Linked DNA regions of Pan troglodytes: region 2 is linked to region 1. The links are chromatin contacts, called in public Hi-C maps. All regions are on one chromosome and are shown on one strand. Each heading gives the region's core, a stretch centred on a gene start, on an enhancer-like site or on the middle of the called end of the contact. The rest is flanking DNA. Distances are from core to core; before and after follow the strand shown.

Region 1 (3,890 bases), core at 572-3,071:
GGAGTATAGTGGCGCAATCTTGGCTCACTGCAAGCTCTGCCTCCTGGGTTCACGCCATTCTCCTGCCTCAGCCTCCCGAGTAGCTGGGCCTACAGGCGCCTGCCACCACACCCGGCTAATTTTCTTTTTTTTTTGTATCTTTTTTTTAGTAGAGACGGGGTTTCACTGTGTTAGCCAGGATGGTCCCGATCTCCTGACCTCATGATCCGCCCGCCTCATCCTCCCAAAGTGCTAGGATTACAGGCATGAGCCACTGCACCTGGCCTTAGCTAGATCTTTTTGATAACTTGCTGCAGCTGCTTCACCAGCATTTGCTGCTTCACCTTACAATTTTATGCTCTGAAGATGGCTTATTTCCTTAAACATCATGAACCAACCTCTGCTAACTTCCAACTTTTCTTCTGCAGCTTCTTTACCTCTCAGCCTTCGTAGACTTGAAGAGAGTTAGGGCCTTGCACTCGATTAGGCGTTGGCTTAAGGGAATGTTATGTCTGGTTTGATCTTCTATCCAGAACATGAAAACGTTTCTTTACCAGCAATAAGCCTCCTTCACTTTCTTATCATTCGTGTGTTCACTGGAGTAGCATTTTTACTTTCCTTCAAGGACTTTTCCCTTGCATTCACTACCTGGCTGTTTGGTGCAAGAGCCCTAGCTTTTGGTCTGTCTCGGCTTTCAATATGCCTTCCTCACTAAGCTTAATCATTTCTAGCTTTTGATTTAAAGTAAGCTTTTGATTTAAAGTAAAATGATTCTTTTACTGGAACACTCAGAGGCCATCGTAGGGTTATTAATTGGCTTAATGTCAATATTGTTGTGTCTCAAGGAATGGGGAGGCCCAAGAGAGGGAGAGATATGGAGGAAGGTATAGGGTTGGTAGAGCAGTCAGAACACACACATTTGTGGATTACAGTCACTGTCTTATATGGGTGCTGTTTGTGATGTCCCAAAGTAATTATAATAGTAACTTCAAAGATCACCATAACATATACAATAATAATGAAAAAGTTTGAAATATTGTTAGAATCACCAAAATGTGACAGAGACATGAACTGAGCACATGCTTTTGGAAAAACGGCGCCCACAGATTTGCTTGATGCAGGGTTGCCACAAACCTTCAATTTGTTAAAAAATGCAGTATCTGGGAAGCACAAAGATGTTGCCTGTTAAAGGTTTTAAATAAGCCATTTTTTTTAAAAGAGAAAACTTTTAAGAAGCTTTACAGATAGAAGACGGTATTTGTTGACTAAATGGTCAAGTTGGAGTGAGCAGATTTTATAATTTTATTCTACTAACCACCACCAGCAATTTTATTTTTGATTCTTGTAGATGGACAGTGGTGCCAATGTCTATTCGGCCTTCTGTTTTTTTGTTTTGTTTTGTTTGTTTTTTCCTGCCAAAGGACGGTGCTTAGAACTTCCCATTCTTCCTTGTAGTGGGGAAAATCTGTCACCCCAAGGCTACGAATTAGGTAGAAAAGTAATGTAAGAGCCAATCACAATGCGCGCTCCGGAGCGGCTCCAGACTGGCTTCTCCCGGACGACTGGCGGAAGACGAGACTTCGTTACCTCCGTTCAATCGGACAAAGAAGGCCATAATAGTTTAGGACAAGAGAAAATTCCTTGTGGGTTAAACTGCGGTGGGACTGACTGTTACGCAGAAGGCGTAATCGCCAAACTTGTATACACTCTGTATCATGGATACATTATTTTCTGGAATCCTGGAGAAACGATCAGCAGTTGTGATGGCACCAGTACCGAAAATGGCTGTAAGGCGCTTCGGACGCTGGATCAGGTGACGCAGCATCAGGTGACGCAGCCTCAGTCCGCCCCCTTCCCACCAGTGGCTCCTCCTCCTGCTTCCCGGCGTAGCGGTGGGCGTGGCTTGCCCACAGGCTCTTTCTTCTGGGGCCGGGAAAACCGAGGAATACACATGCGTAGTTGGACCCCTCAGGCCCTTCGTGTCCCTTCCCACCCATCTCCCCGCCCCGGCCCTCTGGGCGGGGCTGGGCCGACAGTCCAGCTGCAGCTCGCTGGAGATTCAGTGACTTCCTTGTTGTGAGCCCCGGCCCGGCAGTGTCCCGACTCGTAGCCCCGCTGTTCTTATCCGGGCCGCTAGCCTGAGTCTAGGTCGCAGCCGCAGCCCGACCCCGTCGGTCACCTTTTCAGCGCAGGTCCTTTCCCCGCACGCCCTGCGCTCCCTAATATGCCCAACCCCAGCAGCACCTCCTCTCCCTACCCCCTCCCTGAGGAAATTAGGAACCTGTTGGCAGGTAAAGAGCGGGAAGGCGGCGATAATGCTGTTGGGGCGGGGGCGAGGGAACGGTGAGCCGGTGGGGACAGAAGCATTCAGAGCCCTTATCCTCCCTCCCCGCGCTTCCCACGTCTTCTAGCCAGTGGGGTCGGCACAGGGAGGAGAGGAGAGGGGTTGTTTTGTCTCAGAAAGGGAGTGGACGTGTGTGTTGAAATTTGGTGCGGGGATGGTGGCGAAGCCCTTTTTGGTGATCTACACAAATGGGATCAGGACGTTTCTATGTGCATTGTGAAGACGGTGTGTGTGTGTGTGTGTGTGTGTGTCAGAAGGGCGGGGGAGGAAAAGTGGAAGAGGGAGAGAGAATGATAATGATAATGAATGCTGCGTGAGCAGGCAGAAGGGAGCAGAAGTCAAATAAGTAGTTCTTGGGTGGTCTGGCCAATGGAGGTAGAGGATGTAGAGATGCAAAGAGCTGTCAGAGCCACAGGTGTTAGGGGTTATGGGGTGAAAGAGTTTGTCATTTCTAAAACTCCCATTTTTCTTAAACATTCAGCTCACTCACGTTTAAGACTTTTGAAGAAGGTCTGGTTCTCAAATGGCCACTTGTCACCAGCCTCAGTAATATACTAAAGCAAAAAAGGAAGGATATGTTAAAAGTTGTACTTCCTGTGTGACACGATGAAAGTACTTCATCTTTGTACCCTTATCTTCCCTTTTTCAGTTTTACATTACCATTTATAGGAACTTGTTTTAGGAGCTAAAAACGTGGTTCTTCAGTAGCATTATGAATCCACTACTAGTTCATTAATTTACTGGATACGGAGGTGTGTATGTTCACTAAGAACCAATAATTTATATTTCTGTACAAGGTAGAAAATATATGTTTTTAAGGTAGCACAAATCTTACCTATCTTAATGTTCTGGAATTTCAACCATCATTTATTTTGTCTTGTGTACGTCAGAATTCTGGAAACTGAATTTTGATTTTTAGTTTTAGATGTCTATAAAATATTTATCTCTCAGTATTGTTTATGAATAACTAGATTACAGATTGCTTATTCTAGCTCTTAAAAGGCAGTCATCTAAAATGTGACATTTGATGACACATTTTATATGTTACTCCTATAGCAATGTGAGTCCAAATCTCCTAATATTCTGTCATTCAATTTTGGTGCTTGGCATTATTAATATGGTAGTGTAATATTAAGTGTATGAATGTAGACTTATGTTTGTATGATTATGGTACAGTATGTTGAATGCATTTGTGGTGGGATAGTCTTTCACTCTAAGAAATGCTTGTTGTCATTAAAGGGTACCACTAAGGGAAATAGTTAAGTCTAAAGACTGACTTCAGGCAGCTTTATTGCATCACATGTCTACTGATTTTGTTTTACTACACTTAACATTTTTTGTTTTTACAATGCTGGAATTGTTTGTTCAGAATATTATTGTAATAACCAGCACAGAAAAATGTTTATCATTATTCCAAAAATAGATGAAACCATTTTCAGGATATTCTATGTCTGTATTTTTGAATTTAAGAAATAACATATAGACCTCTGGGTGCATGTTTTAAAGCTTGGTACCTCCCACAGTACAGTTTGTTATTTGGATCCATAATCATAAATCACAGATAATA
Region 2 (3,932 bases), core at 1,058-3,557, 280 kb before region 1:
ACACACACAAACACACACACACACCCTGCATCCCCACAAAAACACGACCTGGGCATCCCAAATTAAGAATGCTCATTCTGTTATTTTGCTTGTAATGGTTTTCCTATGAGGCAGATTTTTCAAAAACAATAATGTCCACCCCAAGTCGTTATAGGTGGAAAACATCTCGCTTGGTATGAAATAACCTCCCATTCAGTACGCTTTGGGCCCCAGACATAGTGGGAGAGGCTGGAGTGGAGGCGGGGTGGTTTCTAGTCTGGGTGCCTCTTGTGGGAGGCACTGAGCTGACTGGGTCAACCCTCCAGGCCCTGGCTTACCCGCGCCCGGCCGTTTCTGCTCGTAGGTGCTGTGTATGGGAGCCATGGGCGCCGAGGCCGCCAGACCTACACGCGCTACCAGACACTGGAGCTGGAGAAGGAGTTCCACTTCAACCGCTACCTGACACGGCGCCGCCGCATCGAGATCGCCAACGCGCTCTGCCTCACCGAGCGCCAGATCAAGATCTGGTTCCAGAACCGCCGCATGAAGTGGAAAAAGGAAAACAAGCTCATCAATTCCACGCAGCCCAGCGGGGAGGACTCAGAGGCAAAAGCGGGCGAGTAGATGCCTGGGCAGGGACCAGGCCAGCGCTGCAACCTCCTTCGGCTTTGCCCCCTTGCCCTCGCCTGTTCCCCAACTTTTCTCCCCGCCTGCTCCCATCTGGGGGCTTCCGCAGCTTCAGGGGAGCCCGGAGCTTTGCAAGCGTCTGTGCATTTATTTCTTACAAAACAAAACAAAACAAAACCTCACACACAGCCAATACCAGCGGTGGAGCGGGGCGCACTGCACACACCCAGTCCCGCTCCACAAGGATGCCCAAACCGGCTCCGGAGTTCTGGGGTGCGCCCTGAATGCGTCTGGGGCTCCTGTGCTAGTGTCTCTGAGCTCCCCGACCTCGGGACGCGGGGCTGCTGGGGAGGAAAGAGCCCTGGGCCGAGCCCCGTTTCGTGTCTGGGCGTCTCTGCCTAGGTCCCTCGCCAGTAAGTCCCGAAGGGCATCATCAAATCATCTCTGGCCAGTGGAAAGAGGGGGTCCAAGAGCTGGAGCCCGGCCTTGTCGCGGCCTCCCAAGCCGCCTCCCAGAACAGGAAGGAAGCTCGAGGAACAAAGGGGGCCCCAACAGAGCCCAGTCTCTCGGTCCCGCGTGTGCAACCGTCAGTGGAAGAGAAGCAGCCTCAGCCGAGGCGAGTTAACCTGGGCGCGGGTGGAACATTACAGCCCGGGGAGCCCCTGGGCTCCCTCAGGCTCCCGGCTCCGGATTCCCGCTCCCAGCCTCCGATAGCGCCCGCGTCGCCGCCACAGCAGCGTTCAGGACCCAACGAGGGGCCCAGGGCCATGGGAGCCGCCAGAGTCCTGGCTTCCAGACGTGCCAGGGGCGCCTGCAACGCCGGGCCTCCAGCGGGGAGACTCCACTTGCCTCTCAGCTATGTTTGTGATTTACTTGAGTCTTTCGGAGCCGTGGAAAATAACTACAGAGATACTAGGCATTGCCAAGGAATGCTTCCATTATCGCCCTCATTTTACTCCTGGAGGTCTAAGCAAGACCCCAGTAACCCGCCCCACGGATCCCCAGACCCCAAGCAGCCTCTGTGGCTGCAGGGAGCCTGGGCCCACTCGCTGGGTTCAAGGAGAACCCTCCGACTTGGGGCCCGGCTGGCTCGAGGAACCGGACCCTGTGATGAAGATTTTCCAGGCTGGATACGTAAGCAAATCAAATCGCAAACTAATGACACGAAAACCATATTCACATGAAAGAAAAATCGACTACGGTTATAAAAGTGTATGGAATTTGACCTCGCCTTGGAGAAACACTACACAAAAGCTATCTTTAATAGACGCCTGTCATTTAAGAGCGGCAGGGACACTGTCCCTCATGCGCTCGCAAAAACAGAGCCGTAATTGTAGCTGCTGCTGCTGCGGGCAGGATTTATTTCTCCAATTGGCTAAATGGCTTTCCCCCTTCCCCGAAGGTGATATCTGTATTTTCAAAATTCAGAGCTGCTGGCAGGACGGTCAGTACCGACCCCAACCTCGACACAAAAATAAGAGGGGCTGCAAAACGGGGGAAATAAAGTTGTTGTAAATAAAATGCAAGTCACCACCTCCCCCCAATCCTCTGCATCCTCGCCGGGCGCGCGATCGGCAGCTGACGGCCTAACAATTGGTACATCCTAATGGAACTGCGAGGGAAATGCAATAATTTTGCCATAATGGGCTGTAACCTCAATTCGACCCCGGCCCTTGCAGCCCCCGGTCGGAAGCTGGGCGATGAGCCCTGCCTCCAGCGGGTGGCGCTCGAGTCCGGCTGAACGGCGGCAACTGGCGGCGGGCACGCGCCCGGGGCGCGCGCGCCACCCTTCTCGCCTCCACCCAACTCCCCCATTAGTGCACGAGTTTACCTCTAGAGGTCATCAGGCAGGATTTACGACTGGACAACAAAAGCACGTGATTCGAAGTCGTACCCCATATTTGGGTGCCTACGTAGGAGGGAACCAAGTACATGTCCCAGTCATTTCCATAATTCATCATAAATTGTGCAAGGGTGCTATAGACGCACAAACGACCGCGAGCCACAAATCAAGCACACATATCAAAAAACAAATGAGCTCTTATTTTGTAAACTCATTTTGCGGTCGCTATCCAAATGGCCCGGACTACCAGTTGCATAATTATGGAGATCATAGTTCCGTGAGCGAGCAATTCAGGGACTCGGCGAGCATGCACTCCGGCAGGTACGGCTACGGCTACAATGGCATGGATCTCAGCGTCGGCCGCTCGGGCTCCGGCCACTTTGGCTCCGGAGAGCGCGCCCGCAGCTACGCTGCCAGCGCCAGCGCGGCGCCCGCCGAGCCCAGGTACAGCCAGCCGGCCACGTCCACGCACTCTCCTCCGCCCGATCCGCTGCCCTGCTCCGCCGTGGCCCCCTCGCCCGGCAGCGACAGCCACCACGGCGGGAAAAACTCCCTGAGCAACTCCAGCGGCGCCTCGGCCAACGCCGGCAGCACCCACATCAGCAGCAGAGAGGGGGTTGGCACGGCGTCCGGAGCCGAGGAGGACGCCCCTGCCAGCAGCGAGCAGGCGAGTGCGCAGAGCGAGCCGAGCCCGGCGCCGCCCGCCCAACCCCAGATCTACCCCTGGATGCGCAAGCTGCACATAAGTCATGGTAAAGCCAGCCTTTTTCTAAATCCACGCGACCGCGGGGACGCGGCTCTCGGTCCCCCCCTCTTCTCTGCCGCCCTCTCCCAGTGTCTCTTGGTCTCATTTCTCCCAGCCCTGCGGAGCTCTCCTTGCCGTTCTCCCTCCCCTGCCTTCCTCCTTCCTCCTCTTCTTTGCGAGCACCCTGCGCTCACAAATAGTGGGGGAAATGGGCGTTCGCTGGGACAGTTTAGACGTTGGAAGGGGGAGGAAGCAAAAAACCCCTCTGGAACCCCGCGCCTTGGGACGCGCTCCCGGGTCAGGCCAGCCGAGCAAGGCGCAGAGAGGTAGAGGATGGCAGTAGCAGCCGTGAATCGGGCTTGTCACGGCGGATAATTTATGAGGAGGGCTACGCTGGGGAAACAGCGTTACTAATTACAGACCCCGAAAAGGGGCTTGGGGGAAAGAATCGAGGCGAGAGCCTGCAGGATTCTGAATTTTGGGGGCAGGAGGGAGAGAGAAGGAAAGGGAAGAAGAAGAAAACAGGCTCCCCAACCCTGCAGGCTGGAAACGGGAGGCGGCTCTCGGGGCTGGAACTTTGAGGGAGGGTGACCCGAAGGCCACTTGGGCGCTCAGGAAAGGGCCTTGCTTCCTGGGTTTCTGTGCGGTGGGCAGCCTGGGAGGGCTGTGCCTCCCGATCGGGGCGCCCGGGGCAGGGCGGAGGGGGCAGGAGAGGGGCCAGGGAAAGCCGGAGTCCGC

The links. A called contact is a pair of places that touch in the nucleus more often than the background predicts.
Region 2: a Hi-C map of stem cell-derived neural progenitor cells shows a contact between it and region 1, with 4 times the contacts expected there. The contact joins the promoter of HOXA5 here to the promoter of SKAP2 in region 1. A contact is called at or near these places in 4 of 7 Hi-C or Micro-C datasets (blood, induced pluripotent stem cells and stem cell-derived neural progenitor cells) and 1 of 1 datasets of contacts at active chromatin or transcription factors (stem cell-derived excitatory neurons).

The regions. Positions count from the first base shown.
Region 1 is chr6:32,666,267-32,670,156 of NHGRI_mPanTro3-v2.0_pri, reverse strand. SKAP2 (src kinase associated phosphoprotein 2) reads left to right here and starts at 1,821. Exons shown (of 13, transcript XM_009452811.4): 1 at 1,821-2,270. The coding sequence starts at 2,204.
Region 2 is chr6:32,946,422-32,950,353 of NHGRI_mPanTro3-v2.0_pri, reverse strand. HOXA5 (homeobox A5) reads left to right here and starts at 2,307. Exons shown (of 3, transcript XR_010158821.1): 1 at 2,307-3,201. All of the region lies in intron 1 of LOC134810528 (a long non-coding RNA gene), which reads right to left. It overlaps HOXA6 (homeobox A6), which reads left to right. Exons shown (of 2, transcript XM_003318365.6): 2 at 344-603. The coding sequence ends at 603.